4 separate regions of the Sus scrofa genome follow, and all the other regions are linked to region 3. Evidence: chromatin contacts called from public Hi-C and HiChIP or PLAC-seq data. All regions are on one chromosome and are shown on one strand. The core of a region is the stretch at or near the end of the contact, and the rest is flanking DNA. Distances in the headings are between cores, read along the strand shown. Region 1 has its middle 140 kb from the start of HABP2. Region 2 holds the start of ZDHHC6 (palmitoyltransferase ZDHHC6). Region 3 holds the start of TCF7L2 (transcription factor 7-like 2). Region 4 overlaps VTI1A (vesicle transport through interaction with t-SNAREs homolog 1A).

The links. A called contact is a pair of places that touch in the nucleus more often than the background predicts. HiChIP or PLAC-seq counts read pairs in DNA pulled down with a chosen protein or histone mark.
Region 1: a contact with region 3 is called in a Hi-C map of subcutaneous adipose tissue, with 1.5 times the contacts expected there. The contact joins the enhancer-like site here to the promoter of TCF7L2 in region 3. A contact is called at or near these places in 6 of 47 Hi-C or Micro-C datasets (embryonic fibroblasts, fetal heart ventricle, fetal skeletal muscle and 2 more) and 1 of 2 datasets of contacts at active chromatin or transcription factors (skeletal muscle).
Region 2: an H3K27ac HiChIP or PLAC-seq map of alveolar macrophages shows a contact between it and region 3. The contact joins the promoter of ZDHHC6 here to the promoter of TCF7L2 in region 3. A contact is called at or near these places in 1 of 5 promoter capture datasets (liver) and 1 of 2 datasets of contacts at active chromatin or transcription factors (alveolar macrophages).
Region 4: a contact with region 3 is called in a Hi-C map of fetal liver, with 1.9 times the contacts expected there. The contact joins the enhancer-like site here to the promoter of TCF7L2 in region 3. A contact is called at or near these places in 7 of 47 Hi-C or Micro-C datasets (adipocytes, embryonic fibroblasts, fetal heart ventricle and 2 more) and 2 of 2 datasets of contacts at active chromatin or transcription factors (alveolar macrophages and skeletal muscle).

What each region holds. Positions count from the first base shown.
Region 1 is chr14:123,747,609-123,751,351 of Sscrofa11.1, forward strand. No RefSeq gene overlaps it. Among named protein-coding and RNA genes, the nearest start is that of HABP2, 140 kb to the right of the region's middle. Within about 2 kb of position 1,748, at least 16 of the 83 cell types and tissues checked have an H3K27ac peak or open chromatin away from gene starts, as enhancers often do. A contact at or near this core is called in subcutaneous adipose tissue, where this site is marked.
Region 2 is chr14:122,846,297-122,850,340 of Sscrofa11.1, forward strand. It overlaps ZDHHC6 (palmitoyltransferase ZDHHC6), which reads right to left and starts at 2,303. Exons shown (of 11, transcript XM_001928330.5): 1 at 2,059-2,303; 2 at 574-1,047. The coding sequence starts at 840. VTI1A (vesicle transport through interaction with t-SNAREs homolog 1A) reads left to right here and starts at 2,431. Exons shown (of 10, transcript XM_013983738.2): 1 at 2,431-2,765; 2 at 2,768-2,800. The coding sequence starts at 2,708.
Region 3 is chr14:123,341,645-123,345,823 of Sscrofa11.1, forward strand. It overlaps TCF7L2 (transcription factor 7-like 2), which reads left to right and starts at 2,051. Exons shown (of 17, transcript XM_005657478.3): 1 at 2,051-2,796; 2 at 3,070-3,136; 3 at 3,313-3,437. The coding sequence starts at 2,608.
Region 4 is chr14:122,958,886-122,962,717 of Sscrofa11.1, forward strand. All of the region lies in intron 7 of VTI1A (vesicle transport through interaction with t-SNAREs homolog 1A), which reads left to right. Among named protein-coding and RNA genes, the nearest start is that of VTI1A, 110 kb to the left of the region's middle. Within about 2 kb of position 2,081, at least 2 of the 83 cell types and tissues checked have an H3K27ac peak or open chromatin away from gene starts, as enhancers often do. A contact at or near this core is called in fetal liver, where this site is marked.

The DNA of each region.
Region 1 (3,743 bases), core at 498-2,997, 410 kb after region 3:
AGGAGTTTTAACAGATCACCCTATAATAGCAAATGTGGTAGCTGGCTTATTATAAAATTATAAATGTTAATTTTTGAATCACATTTTATAAAAGTTGTCACTGAGCACAGGTATCTATGTCAGCTTTTGTCGTCAGTGTCACTAAAGCCATTCACTAGTAAAAGACTCAACACGGAGCAAAATTTAATGGGAATTGAAACAAGCCCCTGTTTTCAGGGGAGCTTTTGCTCGAGAGAAAAGTCCCCTCAGAATATTAGGGAGATACTTCAGATAAACATTCAGAACTACCTCTAGCTAAGCAAGCAAGCCAGGGAAGAAAGAAAGAAAAAAGAAAAAAGCCCCTCAGCCAAGACCCCGTGGAAAGTGGGAAGGATTTGAAACAGCTTATAATTTGGGCTTTTAGCTGTTTTGCTGGGTTGTTAGTATTTGATTTTATCCAAGAGCAAAGCTGGATTTTAAGGCATCCTTCCTGTTGCAAAGATAAATAAATAGAAATTCAGATATTCATGGAGAATTGGACTTTCATTTCCTTCTTCCTCGTTAGAACCTATTTCAGCCCTCCCCACCCCCCAACCACCCCCACCTCTTTTTCATGTCTTCCCTTTTCCTCTTGCACTAACTCTTTAAGAAAGAAAAAGAGGCGTGAATCAAACAGCAGTGAGAACCTTTGGGGTGGGGGCGGACTCCTGTGAATGTATTTAGAAATAAAATGCAACTCTTCCTTTCACCTTAAAGAGCATTTCAGAGGCCCTGCTCTCAGGCCCTCAGTAATGAGAAAGAGGCAGGATTGTGATTTACTTTTGTAGTTTAAATAGACTTAGAATCCAGAGAAATTGTTTTGTGCTAATTCTTCTCTTTCTTTCTCCCTTCACCCGACTTCTCAAAGAAAGACTTTCCCAAAGTAGCTGGTGGTTTCCAGTGCGATAAGGTAAAATAGGGAGAAAGTTTTGTTGTGGTTTTCTTTGTCCTGCTTTTTCCCCACTTCAAGAATCTGAGGCCCCACGGAAATCCTTGGAGGATGCTTGGCGAATATGGACCATTATAAATGAAATCCAAATCAAAAGCATCATCGCACCGGCTCCTTTAGGTTCTTAAGCAGAAGAATGTTCTGATCACTGAAGCCATTTCAGGGCCCGAAATTAGAAAGTAATAAAAAATATCACACTCTCCCTGGTGGGTAGTTCATTTAATTGGTTCCCCAGCAGGAGGCCAGCCCCAAGTCAGAAATGCTTACTCTCTAGCTCTCTGCTTCGGCAGGACTGCATGCAAACACGACCAGATAAGTAAGCAGTCGAGTGAAGGGAAACCAGAAAACCAGGGACAAATGCAGAAACAAATAGCTTGGGGCTAGAAAGAATAAAGAAAATGCATTAGCCCCCAGTTTCTGAAACACAGAAATTTGCGCACCACCAGACAGATGGCAAGTTTATGCGTTTAGATCAGCTTGGACCAACGTCTCTGTTTAGGACTGAAGTTATTCTTGGGATTAAATTCTGGCTGCAGGATGTTCTTGGGGAGAAAATGGACTGTGCTCACAGAATTCTGACAGTTTGGGATTTGTCTTAAAAGACTGGCCAGAGCTTTGATTCAAAGTCTGCTCTTGGCCTAAGCGCAGCTTTCCCGGCCGGTCCAGTTAAAGGATTTCGAATCCGGAGGAGTTGGGACTTGGCTGTGTCAGCCACAGGGACCACAGAGCCTGATGCTCTGCTGCCACCTTCTGTCCCAGCCATCGCACCAGGAGGCTGTTAAACTCTGGGCCGTCCAGAAAACCCGGTGACTGTCCCCCCTCTGCCTTTGAGAGTCAGCCCTGGATACGCTGCATCCTGAGGCACTCACGATCCCTCCTGTCCACCTGGAGGCTCAGGCTCTGGGTGTGGCCCTTGGAAATGGCCTCTTCCAGAAGGAAGCAGAACATCAGCTTGTTTGCCCGCCTCCCACTCTCTGGCTGTCTGTCTCTCCCTCCCAGATCTCAGAGATCTCGAACTTTCCATAGGTAGAAGGGTCTGGAAAACGAAGTTGAAGGCAAAGACAGGGCTTTTTGTTTTCAAACGTCAGCACACGCTTGTCTAAATCACTGCCAAAGACAAATGGGATGAAGTGGAGGAAAGGAAAAGTGAGATTGAATAGCAGGAAAAAAGCCCTGACAGCAAGATCTATCGCCCTGTGGAGCGGCGTCCCCAGGGGTGAGCTATGGGTAGAGATATTTAAAACTCGAGTGGACAAAACATTAGACCCTTCCCTGCAGGGAACAATTCGACAGCAGCTCCTGGGACCTGACCCTGGTGAGCATAGAGGTCCTTCCCAACTCTAATTTTTTATGATTTCTCAATCGACTTCCCTTTCTATAAAAAGCACTCGGTTGCAGCTGCGGAATCCAACCGCTCCGATGTTCACCGTAGGTGAGGATGGTTCCAGTACACTTTCCTTTCTGTGCAGCAGGAACAATGCCTGACACCTACTCTCTTTGCGCCAAAGGAAAGCAAAATTCACATAATTAAGCTTCTAGATACGTGGTTTAGGCAGGGGATGGAGGAGCCCGGCCCTTGACAGCTGGCCAAGAAGTGATCAGAGCAGCCTCGGCTTCACCGCACAGCCTTTGGCAAATGCTTACTCCTCCCAAATCGCCTTGGTCCGTGTGTCTCACCTGTCAGGATGATGCTCTCTGAAGCCAGTTGTGAACTTTTTGGAAGGACGGTGAGGCGGAAGCTCTGCCCCTCACGGCTAACGGTGCCTTCTTTGTGTGGATTTTATACATCTCAGCCGCAGGCTTGAACTGGGGGAGACAAAAGGGAGCAGAGAGAAGTGGGCTGCGGAATCGTGGGCTCCGCTTGTACTCTTTAGGGTGACTTGGTTCAACTGTCCAACCGATAATGATTAGGTTCCCCTTAACTGCCAGGCGCTGCCAGTTGGGAGCTGGTGTGTCAAAGTGGAGGTGAACAAAGACAGAGAAGAAAACAATGGAGTCCTTGGGTTGCATCTCTCAGTGGCTCTTAACTCTTTTTAGGGGAAGGTAGAGCATCCTGTATTCTGCAAAGCATCACCCGATCTGGCCCCTGCCTGCTTCTCTGATCTTGTCTAAGCCCTTCCTCTGGGTCCCCTTCTCATTTCATTGGTGAGCTCTGTTCCTTCTCTTTGCAGTGCCTGCCTGGGTGCTCAGCCCCATACTCACCTGGTCTTGGGAGTTCTCTTGTGGTGCAGCGGGTTAAGGATCTGGAATTGTCTCTGCAGTGGCTCGGGTCACTGCTGTGGCATGGGTCTGATCCCTGGCCCAGGGAACTTCCACGTGCTGAGGGTGCAGCCAAACAAACAAACAAAAAACCTCGACTGGTCTTCTTCCTACACCTACCTACCTACCTTCCTTCCTTCCTTCCTTCCTTCCTTTCTTTCGTTCTTTTTTTCTTTTTTGGCTGCAGAAATAGACGTGAGAGTCTAGCTGTCTTCTATTAAGCCAGACATTGAAAAGATTTGTAAAAATATAAAACGATGCCATTTTTTCACTACTTTTCTATTTTGGAAAATACAGCACGTTCTTCACGAAAATGTTGTGCTAACATGTAATGGATATACTGTAGTGGTTTTTAAATAACTCTTTTAAAAATTTTAATTTTTAGATTGGTAAATACTGATAGATATAACCCACATAAACAAAAGCTCTTCGAGGTCTGTAATAGTTTTTCCTCCCGCCCCTTTCACCTAGTTAATGTTTCTCATCTCTTAGTTCCCAGCCAAAAGGTCTTGTACAC
Region 2 (4,044 bases), core at 1,053-3,552, 500 kb before region 3:
ATTCATCATTTAAAAGTATTTTGGCTCAAATAAAAGGGCTGGAAATGTGAGTTAAGATCCTACCCTTTCCCTATCCCCTCCAAGAGAAAATCAAACCATAGTATTTATTCTTAAGACTTGACTTGTTATTACTGGCTGTCCATTGTTCGTGAATACTTTGTGGTGTAAACCAGCAGTTTCCAAAGATTTTTTTCTCAGTTATGAAGGACGGTAATATATTGTGTGAAAAGGGATCCTAGAGCCAAACCACACTGTTAATGAGGTTTATGATCCAAAGTGTTTCCTAGAAACTTATAACCACGTACTCATCACCACCTCTCCTTTTTTTTTTTTTTTTTTAAATGCAGAAGTATTCAATGAACCTGCTTTGGGAAACACTAATTTAGATCAATACTTTCAAATCGGTATGAAATAAATTTTTTGAGCTCTAAAGGATCAGCGAATAACACATTTAGTCTCTGCCAAGGGAAAGAGCAGGCTGTGTTTGATATTATTGGTTAGCAGGTAAGGCAAAACTAAACCAAATATATGATTATTATTAGAGTTCACTATCTTAAAGAATCTTTTTCTTACCGGTTTCCACCCCAGAGGGACGAAGCCAGGACCAACAAACATGGCATTGAAATAATTATAAAGAATCATGACAGTCCAATTTATCAACATGATGAAATTCACGCTTCCTCCAGTGGTATGTAAGGGCCAATACCACAAAACAGAGTCAATCATGGCCATGGTAGAACATATTGCTATAACACCAAGGGCTATAATGGGACCCCAGTGACAAAGTCTCTTTAATTCTTGGAGATTTTCAAACCTGATGACTGAGCAGAATGTACCCATTTTGGTGAGGAAGAACACCTTCCTGTTTTTAAAGAATTACAGATTTCTTTTTTCTGTGCACACATTTCCATGTGCCACAAGTCCACATGTGTTCCTTAATTGTCATGCCTTCATGGTGTGGGATGTTAATGCAGATTACACCATGTTCAGCGTTACAAACTCTTTGTCTTTTCTAGGAGAATGCAGTGTCTTGATTTGAAGCCCAATCTAAAGAAAACAAAATGAGAAAGTTTGGTAGGACATACTACTGGATACTGCATTTGTTAATTCCAATAATCACCTAAACAAAAGCAGCTCACAAATACATTACTATGGAATGAGGATCTCATCAAATGTCAAAAAGAACTATTTTCCTCTATCAAACTAGGCCTCAAGTTGGAATGGCATGTAAACTGGATACAAGATTCTAAAATGGTTGTTTTTATTCCTTGTTCCCAACTTGTCAGAGGACTGTGACTATGCAACGGTCAGTGACTGGTTTGAGGAGAAAAAGAATTTTAGAGCTGGGAAGGGAGAGCCTTAGAGTGGGCCTGATCCAGTTTCCTTCCTCATAGAAAAGAAAGTGGCTTGGAGAGGCTAAGTGATTATACTACGGTGACAACCAACAGGTGAACTCAATAGAAACTTAAGTTTTCAAACTCCCTTCACGGAGTTCTAAACTGCCTCTTATCCAGTCTCGAATTAATCAAGTATGATGTAGACACAGTCTACACCATTTGCCTGCGGTTGCCTCCACCCCAACACTAACCTAAGAGTCTATTTGTGACAAAGGTAAAGAAGCAGGAGAGCGAAAGCAAAGAGGAGAAGGAAGAGGCGGGGAAAGGGAAGTGTGTGTGTGAAATCCTGACCAGAGGCGTGTGTGAGAATGAACCTGAATGAAAATATTTGAGGAAAAACAGAAAGGAAGAGCCTCCGGGAGCGAGGGACTGGAAGGCAGGACGGCGAGTCCAGAAAGATCTGTAGAAGGGTATTTCGGACTGGACTGGAGTGAGTCAAGGAAAAAAGCTCTGACGGTAACAAGACTTTGAATCAACGGATGCCGCTGCCTTGTGCCTCAGTTTCCCACTCCTGTCACGGAGCAGAGCGCTTGGAAATCCTCACTCAGGGCATGAACATCCTGGTAAGCGAGGTTGGTCTCTACATTCTGGAGATTCTGGCCTCACTTGGGTGGGGCGAACACCGCCAAAATCATGGTCACGTCCCCTGTGTGACTCCCACCTCGGTCTGGTCCTCAGTGCCTGCTCCTCGGCCATCGCATTTCCGGGGCGGCCCGAGCTCACCCCAAGCAGGTTTTCTCCTGCTCGGATAACTCCGTCCTGGGCCCCCCAGCCCAGCGTAAGAAGAAAGCAAATCCTGCGTGCAGTGCGAGATCAGCCACGACGCTGCTGCTTCTCCGCCAGCGCCCTCGCCGCGGCTCTCCCGCTCAGGCCCACTGCGCAGTCTCCAGGACAGCTACTTCCGGCAGGTTCGCTGCATCAAACTTCCCTCGGGAAGCAAGTTCCTCTGACTCTAGATTGGAAAGCTGGATCCGCTTTCCAGAACGTAGATGGGCAAAAGATGCTTTCAGTGATCCCTGAGAACTGGAACATTTTCTTAGGCTTTTGAGGGCACTAATTTAAGTGCTCTTCGTTAGGAAATTTCTTAATCTTGTAGCCGGAGCGGAAAATAAAAAGCGCATCCAGCCCAACTTCCGGAGGACTAAAATAGTGACGAACAACCAGGAAGCGGCCGGGCTAGGAGCTGTCCCCGGTTCTCCGCTCCTCTCTGAAGTGGACCCTTCCTGTGTTCCCTGGACTCTGTTTTTCTGTCCCCTGTGGCCCCAGCCCCGACCTAGGCTCCGGCCCAGGCGGGCCACTCCAGAGCCGCCATGTCGTCTGACTTCGAAGGCTACGAGCAAGACTTCGCGGTACTCACTGCTGAGATCACAACAAGATTGCAAGGGTACCCCGACTCCCGCCTGGTGAGAGCCCTGTCCTGGCCGGGCGGAGGTGGACAGGAGAGCCGGGAGGCTTGGGCGTGGACAATGAAACGCCACCTGAATAAGTGTGTCTTTGAAGCGCGAGTCTGGAGTCGGGTGGTGTTAGGGCCTCCTGGAGGGACGGATTTGAGGTTGGTTGAGGGTAAGGGGAGAGATTACACTGCACCCCACAGTCTTTGTGGGGTGCAGTGTAATCTGACCCCTCTGGGCTCTAATCTGGACCCCACTGCCTTGTTACCCGGATAACCTTGGGGACTTTTCTCTGAGTTTTAATTTTGTTTGGGTTGGCTTGATTGTTAAATATGTAGATGAGAGAGTATTCAGAGAATAAATGAAAGTACAGGAACCACGGGTCTACAATGTACAGCAACGTTGCTTTGTTACAAGTAATATTATTATAGGCAGCAAAACAGGTTTAAGAGCCCTAGTGCCTGGATTCAAATCTCAGCTCTGCCACTTATAAATTGTGGTATGTAGGCAAGTTTCTTAACTTCTCTCAGCTTTCCTTCTTGGTAAAATGGGGGGAATTGTATGTCTCTCATAGGGTTGTTGTGTAGGTTAAATGACTTTACATATGTAAAGTCCTTTCTTGATGTGAGCTGCTATAATCATTAGCGTTTTTCGTACCTCCAACCCCATTTATTATTTCTCATCCTTCTTGAGGATCTGTAACCCATTGTAAAACTTGATACAGAATGATTTTTTTTTCACTTTTAAAATTCCACAACTCTCATGCAGAAGAGTTTTGGTTTGGTTTGGTTTTGTGTTTTAACACATCTTATTCGCAATGCTGACTGTCAGCTATGTGGAGGTGGGAGCTATGTTTGATTTCCTTGGCATTTACTTAGAAGGGCTCAGGAAAATGTTTAAGTGAATGAGCAGATACTTAAGTATGATATTGTGTGATTTTTGTCTGAAGGGCATTGTTTTAGGATTTACTCTTCTCTAAATACAGATTTAATTTGAGCATTTAGTTGCAGTTAACATTGTTACTTTGGGGCTCAGTTTTGTTAGGGAAATTGGACCATCTAGACTTGGCCCTGCCTTAGTTCTCTGGTGTGTAATATGTTGGAAAAGGAGTGCTCATTCATCTGTGAACTGGTGGGAAACTTCATTGTCCCACCTTGTTAGTCAATCCTTGATGCCTGCAATAATTTCTCGTGGACCTAAGTTGTCATTCCTCTTCCCTTTCCCTATTCCCCGCCCCCAAATTTATGTGTTTATAA
Region 3 (4,179 bases), core at 801-3,300:
TATGGTCATTCGATAAATGCGTAAATCTAAAGGCAACCAAGTGAAAAGACCTAAAAAAAAAGGAAACTGTTAAATCCATTTGTACATGGATTTAACAGTGAAGCATTTCTTTCTTCATGTTTTTACTTGGTGTCTTGAAATAATCCCCTTTCTGTCTCCACTCACCCTCTTAGAAACTATGCCCGCCTTATTTATTTATGAAGTCTGAAGGTTAGTCCTACCTGCTGAGACTAATTAGCCTTATGCTTTGTATCCTACACAATCCTGTCTGATTAAATGTACACATTTGTTTTACTTCTTTTCAGGCTCCTTCTCATTCTACTTCTGATTTCCTGATTAATATTAAAGTTGGGAGTTACAGTGATTCTCCTTCGCAGTCCTCCCTCGCCCCCCCACCATATTTTTATTTTGCCTGCATCTTACTCTTTAGTGTGCAAATGTGGTTTTGAATTTTTTCCAGTGCAGGGGAATTCATTGGCCTTGTCAATCTTGGTATCATTATTTTTGGTAGTCTTCTTTCTGAGACCTTAGTCTATACAACAGTTTTGCTGAAAACCCAAACTCTCTAAATATTGTATGGTAAATTTGCTTTCTTTTGGAAAGCTGAAGTACAGATGGCCAGCTGAAAAGCGGGTGAGATTTTTTTTTTTATAGGGTTGGGTGAAATAATTTAGTACATCATGGACCCTAGACCAACACTGTTCCTCACAGACAATTTGCTGATTTCTTTTGATTTCTTTTTTTCTGGTTCTTTTTGTCTCTTTCATATGGTAGATTCCTGTCCACTTCTCATTGGATATTTGCAAGAAAATCAGTGTTCTTGCTCCATTTTCCAGGAATACTGCGTTTTGGGACCCAGGCCTTTTCCCCTTTAACATAATTTTCTTTCCCATTTGTAGTGAATCAATCTACTTCCCCAAGAGAGCCTAAAAATCAACAAATACCTGCCTCAAACCTCAGGTTTTCCATCTCCTCCCTGAGGCCTTCAAGCATCAGCTGGGTTAGCAATTTCCTGCCAGAGCCATCTACATCTTGATTATTTGGTCAGTCTTTCGGGAATTTCATTTCAGACCCCCTTCCAGAAAGACTCCAGCACCACTGATCCCAGAGGTTGGTGAACTTTCAGTTTTATTTTCCCTGGTGATGTTAACGCCCAAACTTTTCACTTCCAAAGCCAGAAAGGACTTTGAATCCTAACTCATTTCCTACCACCTCCAACTCAGTTAAAACAAACAAACAAACAAAAAGCCACAACACTACATTGAAATGAATCATGCATTTTTCCTTAAGGATATTTTTAATGCCCCTGACAAACACCACAGTGTTGGAATTTTTTTTTTTTTTTTGGATAAAAAGTCATTTTGGCATATTTAGTCTAGTGAGACAAGATTTAATGAAATGATTCACTATTAATAAACAAAAAGGGGAGGGAAGACCTCGTGGGTTAATAGTTTCTTTCACTGCAGATGACCAGGAACTTTGCCCAGCCCTCCACTTCCCCAGGCTCTCTGAAAGTGGAGGGTTGATCTCTCTTTTTCGACCACTTCTGTTACATCCCGCCCGAGGGTGGCTGATTTCACTGCTGGCTAAACCACCAAGCACCCCACCCTCCCACCCATTCCCCACAACACTCTCCTCCTTTTCCCCTTCCTTAAGACTTATTTCTAATGTTTCCAAAGTGCACTTTTTCTGGGCCTCTCCCCATCCCCGCCCCCCAAGTGGGCTTTCCTTCCGCCTTTCCCGGCTCGGATTCCTGACTCGGTCGCCACCCTCTTCCCCTCCTCTCCTACCCCGCATTGTCTTTCTGAAGCCGGCCCCCTCCCGGAGCGAGTCCCCGTTCCCTCGCCCAGACTCCCGGGCTCGCACACTCTCAGCGCAGGCCTCTCCCCCTGCACACTCCTCCCTCTGTCTCTCTGCCCCTCTCCTCCCCCGCCCCTCTCCTCCTCCTCCTCTCCCTCCTCCCTCTCCCGGCGCCCGAAAGGATCATTGTTAGCCGCCCCCGCCCCGCCCACTCCGGCTGTTTATTTATGCAGACGTCACCCGGCCGGCCCCGCCCCTCGGCATCTCATTAAGCGAGTGTGTTCCTCTCGCCCTGTCAATAATCTCCGCTCCCAGACTACTCCGTTCCTCCGGATTTCGATCCCCCTTTTTCTATCTGTCAATCAGCGCCGCCTTTGAACTGAAAAGCTCTCAGTCTAACTTCAACTCACTCAAATCCGAGCGGCACGAGCTCCTCCTGTATCTTCGGCTTCCCCCCCCTTTGCTCTTTATATCTGACTTCTTGTTGTTGTTGGTGGTGTTTTTTTTTTTACCCCCCTTTTTTTATTTATTATTTTTTTGCACATTGATCGGATCCTTGGGAACGAGAGAAAAAAGAAACCCAAACTCACGCGTGCAGAAGATCTCCCCCCCCTTCCCCTCCCCTCCTCCCTCTTTCCCCTCCCCAGGAGAAAAAGACCCCAAAGCAGAAAAAAAGTTCACCTTGGACTCGTCTTTTTCTTGCAATATTTTTTTTGGGGGGGTAAAACTTTTTGGGTTTTTTTTTTTTTTTTGGCTTTTCTTCCTCCTTCATTTTTCTTCCAAAATTGCTGCTGGTGGGTGAAAAAAATGCCGCAGCTGAACGGCGGTGGAGGAGATGACCTAGGCGCCAACGACGAACTGATTTCCTTCAAAGACGAGGGCGAGCAGGAGGAGAAGAGCTCCGAAAACTCCTCGGCAGAGAGGGATTTAGCTGATGTCAAATCGTCTCTAGTCAATGAATCAGAAACGAATCAAAACAGCTCCTCCGATTCCGAGGTAGGAAAAGCCCCTCGGGCTGGTGGGGTTCTGAATCTATTTCCTGGGCTTGGCAAAGGTTGCTTACAGGGGAGAAATCGGGGCTGGGGGCGGCGGTAGGGCGCCGCGGGGCCGGGCGGGCGGCGTGTGCGTGTGGTGCCACCATTGCAAAAAGTTGTAACCCTGTTTTTCTCTCCCCCCAAACCCCCACCCCACTGATTCTTTTTCTCCCCCTTCTCCCCCCTCTGCGTGCCGTTTGCCCCTCGCCCTCCCCACCTCCACCCCTCCGGGAAGGCGGAAAGACGGCCTCCGCCTCGCTCCGAAAGTTTCCGAGATAAATCCCGGGAAAGTTTGGAAGAAGGTGAGTACGTCCCGCGCGCCCCGCAGCCGCCGGGAGCTGCCCCCCGGGCCCGCCGCCCCGCGTGCCCCGGCCGGGCCGGGGCGCCCGGCCACTTGGGGCACTTTCTAAAAAGTTTCTCCTCGCTCTCTCCCGGTCCGCGCGGCCGCCGCCGTCCCCTCGCCGTCCCGCCATGTTAGCGGCCAAGAGGCAAGATGGAGGGCTCTTTAAGGGGCCACCGTATCCCGGCTACCCCTTCATCATGATCCCCGACCTGACGAGCCCCTACCTCCCCAACGGATCGCTCTCGCCCACCGCCCGAACCGTAAGTGCCTCCGCGCCCGGCCCCCGCCCGCTGCCTGCCCGCCCTCGCCGCCCGCCTGGCCCCGCATGCGGCCCCTGCCCTGCCCCCTCCCTCCCCCTCCCCTCCCTCCCCCTCCCCGCCTCCTCCCCTCCCCGCCTCCCCTCCCCCGCTCGTGGCCCTGGCAGCCCGAAACTCTCCAAACTTTTCTGCCTTTTGTGGACTGGATTTGTTTGCACTTCGCCATGTTCTTGCTTTCAGTTTGTTGCTTCGTGGTGTTGGGGAGACTTTTCTTTCCAAGCAGGGCTTTATTGGGGGGGAGGTAAATCAGAAGAACTTTTTTTTGAGCTCTGATTCCCCCGCCCCCTTTGGTGGTGGTGTTTGTTTCTTCACCCTGGGAAGATGACTGTGTGGCTCTTTCTTTTCTCCCTCTCTCTCCCTTCCTTCCCTCTTCTGTGGCGTCTTGGGCTTTCCCCGGTTAACCCCTTGGCTGCCGCTGCTGGGGACCGAGTGGCTGGGCTGCGCTGAGTGAGGGTGGCTTGTCCTCCAGGCATTGGACTGTTGAACTAGCGGGCGCGCGGAGCCCGGGGCCCTGGAGAAGCGCCTCGGCTTTCTCTTTCGGCTGGTTATTTGTTTAGCTTTCTGGTGGCGTTGGCTGGCTCTCAGCCCTCCTCCCCTTTTCCCCTGGAAGGTCTCGCTTCCCAGACTGGTCCCACTACAGAGTTGAGGGCTCTGGGCTTCCTTTTCTGGGGCAACCCCGCAGGGC
Region 4 (3,832 bases), core at 831-3,330, 380 kb before region 3:
ACACGCTTGAGGAAATGCAAACAGAAAATAGTGTCATTGACAATTGTTGAAGGCCAACAATGAAAGACTGTCTCTAATGGTCTTAATTTATTAACGTCAAATTAGCACCAATATATTTTTACACAATTACGTTCAGAAATTACTGAAGTAGAAACTACTAGCAAATTTAATTTTAATTTGTTCCTTGGGGTTATTCTTCAGATATACATATCTCTGTTTCAAAGCAGAATAATCCCTTGGACATGGACTGGCTATTCTGCATAAGAATATCTGGGAATAGTTTTTAGACAAAAAGATTTATTTTTCCATGGCAAGGTGTAAGATATCATTTTGGTTCTCTAATATTTTAGCAATGTTCATCATTACATTTACAATATGCTTTTAAAAACATTAGACATCATCAAGTTTATTTTAAAAGCCTAAGGTGATTAAAATATCTACAGAAATGTTGAGAATTGTCAAAGCTTCGCGGCATGTGAAATAACAGTGAGTGGAAAAATTTCAGTTTCATCCTGAAACTATTTTTTAATTGACAAATCTGACCTTGAGGGAGGAAAAAACAAAACCAAGTACAACCACAACTTTCATGGAATGAAAAGAGCTTTTGGAATTAAATCATTTAGCAGTGACTGAAAAAATAAACATTGGAGTGGCTTTTGTTTTAATTTTGTTTAACACTTTATTGATTTCTTTATACCAAAAGCAATAGAAAGAAAAGATGAAGTTATAGTGAAACAAACAAAAAATAATTTTTCAGTACATTGTGCTTGTCTTCACTGCGAGTTTAGTTTTCTATAGTCAATGTCAAATTGATCAGACCTCTGCTGTGTGATTGAAGTACATTAAAAAAAAAACCTCACATTGTGAAGTTAAAATGGTTAAGTTGTAGTGTCACTGAAACAGTTTTTCAGATTGCACTTGCTTTGCCGAAGAGGCTGTCTGAGTTATTACACTTCTTCCGTGTTTAAACAGCTTGAGTAAATTGACAGGGTCACCTTTTCTTTCTTTCTTTCTTTCTTTCTTTCTTTCTTTCTTTCTTTCTTTCTTTCTCTTTCTTTCATAATAGAGAAAAGGAATGAGTGCAAATTTTGAGTTCTTTTCTCTGCTAGGATTAGCAGCCAGCTCTGCATGAAGGGAGAAAAGTTGGGAGTATATGGAAAGAACTTTCCTCTATGATGCCTCTTGGTTTTTTTAAAGGAGACACAAAAAAATAACAGGAAAGTTAATTGTGTACAATGGAATGCTGGTTTTTGTCACTCAGACTTTTATACTCACTATGTATCTTTGTCCAAAGATTTTTTTCTTTTCTGTTTTTGATGAGACAGGCTAGTTTACATTCTTGAATATGTGTGTGTATACATATGTCTTTTCCTCATTGTACACTAATGTTAAAAAGGTTGAGGGAAATGATTGTTATGTGCTGCCTTGAATACAAACAGCTCCCCCTCTATATTTGACTGGAAATCCATAGCATGTGTTGATGGAAGATTTATGGAAGGCAGTGTATTTATCAAGTTCATACATGAGGTAGCAGAACAGGTTTTATTCAGCCTATCACCTGTACCATAAAACAAAGGGCCTCTGTTTGATTATCCTAATACAATTGTTAAATCGAAATGTTTCTGATTTCAAGTTTGTAATGCATGCACTTAGTGTCTTTTCAGAGAAAGAGGATTTTAAAAAGAGATTACAAGCTACAGGGTCATATATTAACCTGAGAGGAAACAACCATTGAAATATTAACTCAGCCACAAAACACCATGCTTCTTTAGATTTTTGCCAGTAGAGGAAATAGAGAACTTTCAAACTTATTTAGAGACTATTTTAAACCAAAAAGACTATAATGTCTCATGTTTAGTGAAAAAGACTATTTATATGTTTTACTTATATTTACTCTCAATTTAATGTAGTTTCACAGATAACTGTGAAAATCATGATGCAATGGAAACTGAATTCTTTCATGTGTACCTCTCATTTTTCAAAACCATATTATATTTTACACCTTGTTTATAACTTAAACAACTGACTAGTTCTGCACATCAGTTAATGTTGTATTATACTTTTCTACACATAGGCTGCGCCATTGAGCCGCTAGTCAAAGAAATATTTCTTGAGCTGCCTGTGGTACATGGACATGGAAATATAGAGTAAATGGAAATGAAAAGGACCAGCCATTAGCTTTTTAAATATTTGTTACTATAATTAATATGGAGAAAAAGCATATTTTGATATACTTAACATTTTGGGATCTTTTAAGGTGTTTTCTAATAATTTTAAGTTTCATGCTTTTGTAAAACACAGTTATTCTTTCAAGTTTTAATTACTTATTATTTCCTGCAGATATCAAAAAGTGTATAAAAAACATAAATCCAGAAGAAATACAATTTTTAATTTAAACATGTGAAGTGGTTTTAATATTTTTTATTGACTGAAAACGATTCAAAATTTATTGTAATTTAAAAGGTAAACACTGTTTAAAATAACTTTGAAGTATCAAATATAATTAACATAAATATGTGCCTGGAAATTTTAAATTAAAATCTAACTATTTAACCTTCATATCTACACAAGAAATCTGTGAAGTCAAAAGTGAATAGCATTTCTTCTCTAATGGACGATAAAGTGTTCAATAAATCTAAGTAAGATCAGTTTGTTATTATGAATACATAACTGCATTTTCCTATTATTTCCACTAAAACTGGGACTAGCTGAGGTATGAAAAACTGCAGTAATATCTCTATTGATTTTTACCCTTTGATTCAAGAATATATTTAAAAAATAGATTTTAAATAATATTTACAACTATGTTACACTTCAGTCTAAATGTTTCTTGGCCTTTATATGTTGGAAAATGAATTTTAAGTATAACCTAATACTTCTGTTTCATTTATGAGAAAACTAAATTTCATGTATAGGGTAAAACATTATTCTTTGGTCTTTACATTTTGTAAATTTGCAGATTCTGAAACAGATTCTGGGACTATTTCTTTACATGAATTCATTTTGTGTAAATCATTGTTTTCTTCTTTAATAATTAGAAAGACATTGAGAAAAGTGAGATATTGCTTTCTGCTAACGGAGAAGTTTGTGATTGAAAACTTAAGCAATAATATTTACGGCTAACCAATGAAAAAGTTCCCAAAACATTACTGTGGTTGGCAAATGCGGCTCTTCCTTGGGGCCCCAGCGCAGGAGGCATGGCGTGCCCCACTCATAAACACTTCCCCACGAGCCCCCCATGGCTTCCTACGAGAATCTTTGGGGTAAAGTATCTAGAAGTATGTTCATCAGCGAGTGTGGTAGTCAGGAAGTCTTCCCCCTTGTTTATACTGAGGCTTACTTACTGTCAATTTGGATACAATATCTCAGTTTATCATAAGAAAAAAAAAAACCTTACTTGGATCTAATAAAAATTTATTCTGTGTAATACAACATATATTTGTAAAACATCACTTTTATAGCTTATAATAAAATTTACTTTATAAAATGTAATTTGTTAGGAGCATGATTCTTACCAGTTTATGAATTCATCAATGAATGGCAGTTCTCTTTTTCATTACCAAGTAATATGTTTTGTTTTGGTTTTTGGCTCGCGGTACATGGAAGTTCCCAGGCCGGTGTTTGAACCCACACCATAGCAGCAAGCCCAGCCGCTGCAGTGACAACACTGGTTCCCTTAACCCTCTGCGCCACAAGGGAACTCCTACCAAGAATAATATGACATACAAATATATTATTGCTTGCATTTATATCATCTTAATTTTATTAAGAAAAATAAGTCTGTCATAATAGGATTAACAGAGTGATTTGAAATTTGTCACATCAGGCTAAC